Regions from separate parts of the Hordeum vulgare genome. Here region 2 is linked to region 1. A link is a contact called in public Hi-C data. All regions are on one chromosome and are shown on one strand. The core of a region is the stretch at or near the end of the contact, and the rest is flanking DNA. Distances in the headings are between cores, read along the strand shown. Region 1 has its middle 5.9 kb from the start of LOC123443102. Region 2 holds the start of LOC123443116 (spliceosome-associated protein 49).

Region 1 (3,957 bases), core at 680-3,179:
ACCCTGATATTGCCCTTATAAAGCCTTCGGCCAGTTCTTTCATTTCCAATGCATGCAGTCAAGAGATCCAAGCAAACTTGGCCACCCTCTTGCTTCCGATATTGCAAAGAGCCTCTCGACATCTGCCATTGTTGGTTCTCTTAGGTATTGAGGTCCGAACACCTCGACCATGGCAGTTTCAAAGATACCATGGTATCTCCGCATGTGCCCTGATAAATTCGTAGGTACTCATCCCACGAATCAGCGACCGTGTCATATGCAAGCACTCGGAGAGCGGTCATGCACTTTTGGTAACCGGAGAAGCCAATCATTCCCATGACGTCCTTCTTCAAGATGAAGTAGTCATCATAGGAGCGGACGTCATGATACAAACGATCGAAGACAGTCTTACGCATCCGAAAACGCCGACGAAAATGGTCAGCAAAGAGTTCATTCGAGGCAAAGTAGTCGGCCATCAGTGTCAAATGGTTGTGCTTGCCCTGTTGCTGTTGAGCACTTGATTACCCTTGATCGATCACTTGAAATTAAGAACATGCTCCTCCGCATGGTTCGCGTCTTCAAGGACCGCCTGTATCATCGCCGACTCATTTGTGTGGTCCTCCTCATCAAACGAGGAGTCAACTGACTTAACATAGTGCTCGTATATGTACCCCGGATCGGAATCCATCGCTAGAAAAAAGAAGCAAATCTTTTATAGCTCTCGCAATTCATTGTCCAGTTGTCGGGCATGGTTAGTATAGCACTAGCGGATGATACCTGGCGGGGTGGTCGGAGGAGAGGGGCTGAACAGCGGCGGAGGAGAAGCGGGGTGGAGCCTGGCTGGAACGCTAGAGGAGACGAAGACTTAGAATTCTGGCAGGGGTGTGGAGTGTCGGCCGGGGTAGTGGTGCGGCATTGAAGGCAAGAGAGAAAGAAGGAAGAAGAAAAAATGAAAAGGATGAAGGTGCGGGTGTGGAAATGGTTTTGGGTGGGCCGGGGATGTCGAAATCCTACGTGTGTGTTGTTCAGACTCCCGCAAAGCCCATGTTTGTCTTTGATTTGCAGGAGAAAGTATACTTAAACCGTTGTACGGATTAATACAAATTACATTGGATGGCTTTTACGGTCTGGACAAGACACTCCAAATTTATGTGGGTTGTTTGAGGGTACCTGATTGCTTCATGCACATTAGGGAGCCGCGGTCGGCAGCCATCATCATGCGTGCGTCAAGAGAGCCATGCATGCAGCTGCAGGTCGTGTTTCTTCAACCGAGCATGCATGCCTTTTCCTCTTAATCGATGAAATGGAAATATTGCACTGTTAGTCTGTTATTGAACCACCTTACAGAGACACAGACTAAAATACCAGTAAAAGAAACAGTCTCAAAAGAACAGAGATGAGGAGGTTAAAGGAGGGAAGCGAGCTGAGGCATTAACACCAAACCTGCTACGAGAGAGCGACTTCTCGACAACTCTCACTACAGGGCGAAAAACTGTTAATTACCACCATGATAGTTTGCCAAGTACTCCCTCTCTACCATAATATATGTCGCTGGAATAGCTGCTGAGATAGCTGAACTTTAGCTACTCGAGCGACATATATTACGGCATATATTACCGTACATAGGAAGTAAGTAGCAGAAGGAAACAAAAGTTTGGAAACAGCGTAACTGAATCTACAGGAGCAGATAGCTTCAGAGCCTCCATAGCACCAAGCAGAGCACCATCTTTTGCTCGACCTCAGTAATAAGTACTCGAACGTAATCACGGTTTATCATATACAGCGTAAAAAGGAAGGGTTTCCCTTCCCTTCCTAGATTAATCGTACGTATGTACGTACGTACATGGGTACAGTTATAGTTTTGGTTACAGTTCCATGGATCCGTACTAACTGACATGTACACAACGACTGTATTTATTGTGTCCGTCGACAGCTTTGCCTAGATCTGGATCGTCAGGCCCAGGGCCAGCCACAGTTGCATTCGTTACTGGTCTCCACCCACGGATAGAAGCCGTGCGATGCATATGCATATAGGAGTATCATTCGAGCACGTACGTGGCATCTATGCTTGCTTTCCGTCAAAAGAAAATCATCTGTGCATGCGATGCGACGTGAGATTGTAAATATCAGTCATCTGTGGCACACTGAATTATTACTCGTCAGTCGTCAGTAACTATCCTGCGCGGGATCCATCCAAGCACGTGTGGCTGCGTGCATGTCGACCGAAGGCGGGTGAGTAAATCGGGGACCCGGAAACGAACCCTCTCCTGAAGCCATCATTCATTTCACTGCCCTCTGGTCCATCAACTTTTACTACTACCAGCCTTTCCATCTCCCTGCCCGGATAACAAGAGGGAAAACCAAGTTCAGTTCTCTCTCTTGCCACGCCAGAACACAGTTGTAAATAGCAGATCGTTGTTGCTAGACTCCAAGCCTTGTTTTCTTAACTACACAAATTGTTGAAAATTGAGATGTGTTGGAGTCACATACATCACCCCCTAGAGAACAACAAGATGATGACAAACACAAGGGAAAAGGGCCAAGAATAGAAGGGGTCACTGCATGTAGGTAAGGGGTCACAGTTTGTCCGACAACAACTCGAAATTACGAGCTTGAAAGGAGAAATATACAAAAGTTTTTAAATTCTCGATGATACAGATCCATGAGGCGCGGCACTGATCACACGTCACGGGCTTATCTGCTGGAGCCAATTAAACCGCGCTTATGTAAGTTTGGTCGCGATCACACACAAAACATCGACGTGCTCCACAGTGAGCCAACAGGACATCTCCAAAATGGAGACAGGGATTTCTTGGTCTCTTGCAGATTTCTTCAGAGTCTGTGCTTACGTGTTGCTGGGGCGATAGATCGATACATCTATGTCCATATACTTGTGCGGCCGAAATTAATTAGGGTGCCAACGCAATTAGGATGTTGATTAAGTGGTGTTTGCCATGGTGTCCATCATGCTCCTGCCGGGTTAGATGCCACATTACATCATTCTGAAAGCCAGAAAGGTGAGGGGAATGGGATGGCAGTTTGGCCCTCTCTTGTAGTCAATGTCATAGTACTATCAGACTGTCAGCTCCTACTTCCTGGTAATTGCAATCAACTTTTTTTTTCTTTTTTTGTGAAATGGAACACATCGATTCATTAGTTACGGTGCGCAATCAAAATCCATGGTGACCTACACAGATGTTCCCTCTATATCTAAATAATTATACTTGAGAAAAACTAGTTTTTTTCAACAATAATTATTTAGGTACAGAGGAAGTAGTATAGTACATTGTTCGAGGCTGACTCCGGGCCAGAACGACGTGGAGCCTTACTTGCCCCTAGAGCTGTTAGAGCATGGGATATATTATTAATTACAAGAGCAACGGGAAATACCAATAATCAATTACTTCATCCGTCTCATAATATAAGAACCCTCTTGAGTATCAAAAACACTTTTATATTATGCGAAGAAGGGAGTAGCTGATTGAATTAACTCTTATTTCACTTTCAAGTCTTGATTTCCCTGGTTGACTTTGTTATTTGTTATATGTTAACATCAAAGAAGTAACATGACATAACTTCAGGACATGACCATTGAAGAAGAGCTTTGGAGAGTCACAATCCATGGTTTTAATATTTGGATAAATGAATATAGACCAATGATTTTATTGTGCATTTGAAGTGTCGGCAGACACGAAGATTTCGACTACACAAATAAAGAAAATACTAGGCTAGGGAGGACAGTTCCCTCCCTTGACTTTAGGTAGATATAAGAAGAATTGAACCAAGGTGGCTTGACTAGAAACATGATGCACTCTTCATTGCCCTATGAGGCTCTCCTTATTTTTGGCTATACGAAATCAGATTTCATCCACAACTGCTACGGCGACAATTAACAAAAAAAGGCTATAGGTTTTGTTGTTTTCTCATCAATACAAAACATGTTCTGAGCCTTTCAATCAACATCTGGCCTCTTAAACT
Region 2 (3,957 bases), core at 826-3,325, 230 kb before region 1:
GACGGGTATGGAACTGGTTGTCTGTCAGCTCGACGGCTAACATCATTCAGAACAGAACCAAATACACGTCTACTATACTCATATGTACCATCACTTAATCCTCTACTTGCTACCCCACTTGATGCTGGAGAAAAAAGGAATTGTCAGATTTAATACAAACTTCAGATTAAATATCTCAATACTCATATGGTCAAAGAAATTCTCTCACCTTGGGAATGAAAATCATAAGAATGATTTGGAGAAGCACCATAGCCTGCAACCCTACCATTTACCACTCTATGTTGTGACACAGGAGTATCACCAAATCTCATTGGTTGAGGTGGATTTGGTAGTGGTATAGGGTTCATTTTAGGTGTTACAGTAACATTGGCATTTGATGAGGCCTTGTCTTGCCCAGAGATCTGTCAAAAATAAAGGGCATAATTTCAGGGTTGAGTCTTTTGCTACTGCTTCATAGATACATATATAAATAGAAATCTAGTAATGGCAAGAACCTTAGGTATTGGGTTGGACCCAGAATCAACTATTCACAGAGAACGTAACTCACCATACCATAAGAACAACACGCGGCAAACTATACTACAACAAATTAGATAACCAGGGAGAAATAAGAAACGCACCGCAAATTTAAGTGTTCTATTGTGAAGCCGAACAAGGCCAGAAAACAGCCTAACAGCATACTGGGCAATCTCCTCTGTTTCGTACTCAGCAAAAGCAAAACCTTTGGGTCGACTAGTTTCCTTGTCACGAGGTATGTGCAAGTCTACTACACGACCTACCTGAATAAGAATCTCATACAAAACCCTCTCCGAGACCTTTTCATCCAAGTTACCTATTTAAGAAATACACAATTAAAGAATTAATACAGTACTGGTGATTACTATGTTATACTTATTTAGGCATGTAAAAAAGAGAGACAAAGTGGAACAAGAACAATCATTAAAAAGCAGCAAAACTATATTACTACAGCAGTGGCAACCATGAAATAACATATATTAAGGCATGCAAAAAAGAGAGGCAAAGTTGGACAAGAACAATGTTGAAAAATGGAAGAACTAGAATACTGCAACAGTGTCAACCATGAACCACTAAATACCCTGATACAAGAGCATGTTCATTTCTATATTACAACGATGTCATCCAAGAACCATAGTTAGTGAAGCTGTAGTGAATTTCTAGAATTGTCAGATACTAAAATAGGCACTATATGTCTAGCCCCATAAACTGTAACATTAATCCATGATGGGGACAAATCTCACAACTGTATGGTTCGCATATCTAAACCCTGGATGATGCATTTATTAAGCAGGTTCAGTTTGTTATTAGATTTGGTTTTACAGGCATATGTTTTCATGCTGGTTATCACTATGTACCTGCTTACAAAATTTCAATTGGAAGAACCACACGGAACCCAGAACACCAAGAAATGTTGTATGCACAAGGAAATTAGCATGTTTAAGTTAATTAATTAATCAGCTAATATACAAGTAAACATAGTAAAACGAACAATTCCTATTACAGATTTAGGAGGCAGGATAAATCCCGGCCGTACAAGCTTAAGCAATTAGACTACTAGCCAATCTAGAATGGTAAATAGTAATAAATCTAGGCAAGCCAGATCCGAAAGGGGGCGAAATCCCTCTTCAATCAATCAAAACACCTAAAGCACGCAATCAGGTTTAACCTGCTTGGGGGCAACAACAGCGGCCTAGAGAAATCCCCACTCGGGGGACAGGGGTGGCCGCAGCGGCCGCAAGGGCGTCAACTTTTCGAACCTAGCGGAGCGAATTGACCCCTCGATCCCGAGCCGAAGGGCCTGGCAAAATTGGGGGAAACTCGCGGGAAGAAGCGCACCGCGCGATTCGGGGCTCGGGCGGTGGGCGGGCGGGGTGGGAATCTCACCTATGTAGACGGCGCAGCCCGGGTTCCTCGCCATGGAGACCGGATCTGGGAGGCGGGGACGGAGACGGATAGGGGTGCGGAGGAGTCCAGCCGTGGGAAGCAAAGCGGTGACTGCACGACGCACGAGCTCACGGGAGGGAAGGGGGTTGGTGGCTCACGCCGTTCGGCCGCTATTTCTAGCAGGTTGTTCTGGGACGGTACGGTTCGGCTTCGGCTTTTCGGCTGCCGACCCCGAGACCGAGGCGGCTCGGTGGACTGCATGGGGCCTAGGGACCAGTCACAGTGGTAGGTGGGTGTGGGCGCTTGTTCCGTGCTGATTGATCTGAGCGTGTATGAGTGTTTTTTTCTTAAGTGTTTGAGGTTTTATATATCTTGGAAGCATGAATTTTGATTTGGTACTTATATTAAAGTCGACCAGCCTTCTTCCCTTAAAAAAAAGGAAACCAACATTTTTCCCTCAAAGAAAAAGATCAACCGATCCATATAGAAATTAAACATTACTCATAGGTCTGTGTGGATATCGACCGTCTTCTCAATCCTTCACTACGACATGCTGTGAGCGAACCTTGTTTCTGCCTATGGACCTTCGAAACACCGCCTCTGGACCTCCGAAACACCATTGGAGCTAGAGATACATTGTTGATGTAACATACAAGGAATCGATGGTCGGAATTAGAAGACGCCGGTGACAACGGTTTGGAAAACGGATCGACGCTTCAAAGAAGGAGGTGATGAAGAGCTTGGACGACCATCCCAGATATGGTCGTACATATTCGAGGAGACGTAACCTTACAAGCTTCGAGACGACGCCGAAACTAGTCGAACGTCGTTGTTCAAAGAGGAGCGGTGACAAACGATCCCCGCCTTCCTCTACACCGCTAATAGTACTATCACTGATGAGGTGGACCAAGAATCGGAGAAATCTTATTCTTGGCCTACACATCGCCACCATGGCCTATACAGTGTCATCACCATGGGTCAGAAAACTAATTCTAAGAGACCTAACTACGACATCAAAATGCAGGTGTAGGGTCCCCATCCCCTCGTGCTACCGGAGTGGCGGGTGGAGGAGGGTGAGGGAGAGGTGGAATGGCAGCTTAGAAAACAATGGCCCGAATGATGTTTACCTTTTTATAATTATTTCTTGGGGTTGCTAAATAGATTTGGATGCTAGAGGCGGTAGGCCTAAACCGTGGTAAGGTGGATAGAGATGAAACCCGAGAAGAAATTTCTAGTCCATTCAAAATAAGAAAGTGGGGCGTAAATAGGGAAACAAACATGAAAAATTATGGAATAAGAGTGAAAGGGATAGCATAAATGGAGATGGATACATATGGCATTTTCTCGCAAAACACAAGCGGGAAATAGAATTTAACTATCATTACTTGTGGAAGTTTCCTTCTTCTTCTTTTCTCGATAGCCAACTCATATACACTTGGGCCATCTCCAACGCGTACCCTCAAACCACCCGCATGGACCGCACAGATCGGGCGTGTCTTACCATCCGACGCGGGTATGTATGTGTCAGAGGGTCGGTCTGAACGTCCTTTCTCTCGCAAACCAAAAGCAAACTTGGCGGGGCTCTACGGGTGTGTGGACCGCTCTCGTGCATGCCTCCGACAACCCGACCCTACCCAAAACTCTCTCCTTCGCCTGTGTCGTTTCCTGCCTAAAGTAGTCATCATCGTTCCGGAGCGTCTACACCATATTCACGTGGGCCTAGAACAGGCACGACCTTTCACTAGAGCTGACACTGAAGCGATGCACGTGCCAAAAGCGCCACCCGATGCACGTATCTTCGCTCCGCATTGAAAAGCGGGTCGTCCGCCTACCTCCAATAAACCAGCATGTGTGCGGACTAACACTAAATACCGCACCTCTTGGCTTTTTGTGTCTGCCCTCTATTTAAATGCAGCCAGGCATCAGGAAGCAACCACACCTCTGCTCTCATATCCTCTTTACAACACTCATGCCATGGCCTCAAGCTCCAAAGCATCGTGGAATGGCCTCTCCGACGAGTAGAAGAAGTCTCCAACATTGCAAACGACTGGGTGG

Evidence for each region. Hi-C and Micro-C count contacts between places; a contact is called where the count stands out from the background.
Region 2: a Hi-C map of leaf shows a contact between it and region 1, with 3 times the contacts expected there. The contact joins the promoter of LOC123443116 here to the enhancer-like site in region 1. A contact is called at or near these places in 2 of 6 Hi-C or Micro-C datasets (leaf and seedling) and 1 of 1 datasets of contacts at active chromatin or transcription factors (embryo).

What each region holds. Positions count from the first base shown.
Region 1 is chr1H:435,927,138-435,931,094 of MorexV3_pseudomolecules_assembly, reverse strand. No RefSeq gene overlaps it. Among protein-coding and RNA genes, the nearest start is that of LOC123443102, 5.9 kb to the right of the region's middle. Within about 2 kb of position 1,929, at least 3 of the 3 cell types and tissues checked have open chromatin away from gene starts, as enhancers often do. A contact at or near this core is called in leaf and seedling, where this site is marked.
Region 2 is chr1H:436,155,808-436,159,764 of MorexV3_pseudomolecules_assembly, reverse strand. It overlaps LOC123443116 (spliceosome-associated protein 49), which reads right to left and starts at 2,075. Exons shown (of 4, transcript XM_045119392.1): 1 at 1,903-2,075; 2 at 780-832; 3 at 209-401; 4 at 1-124. The coding sequence starts at 1,936.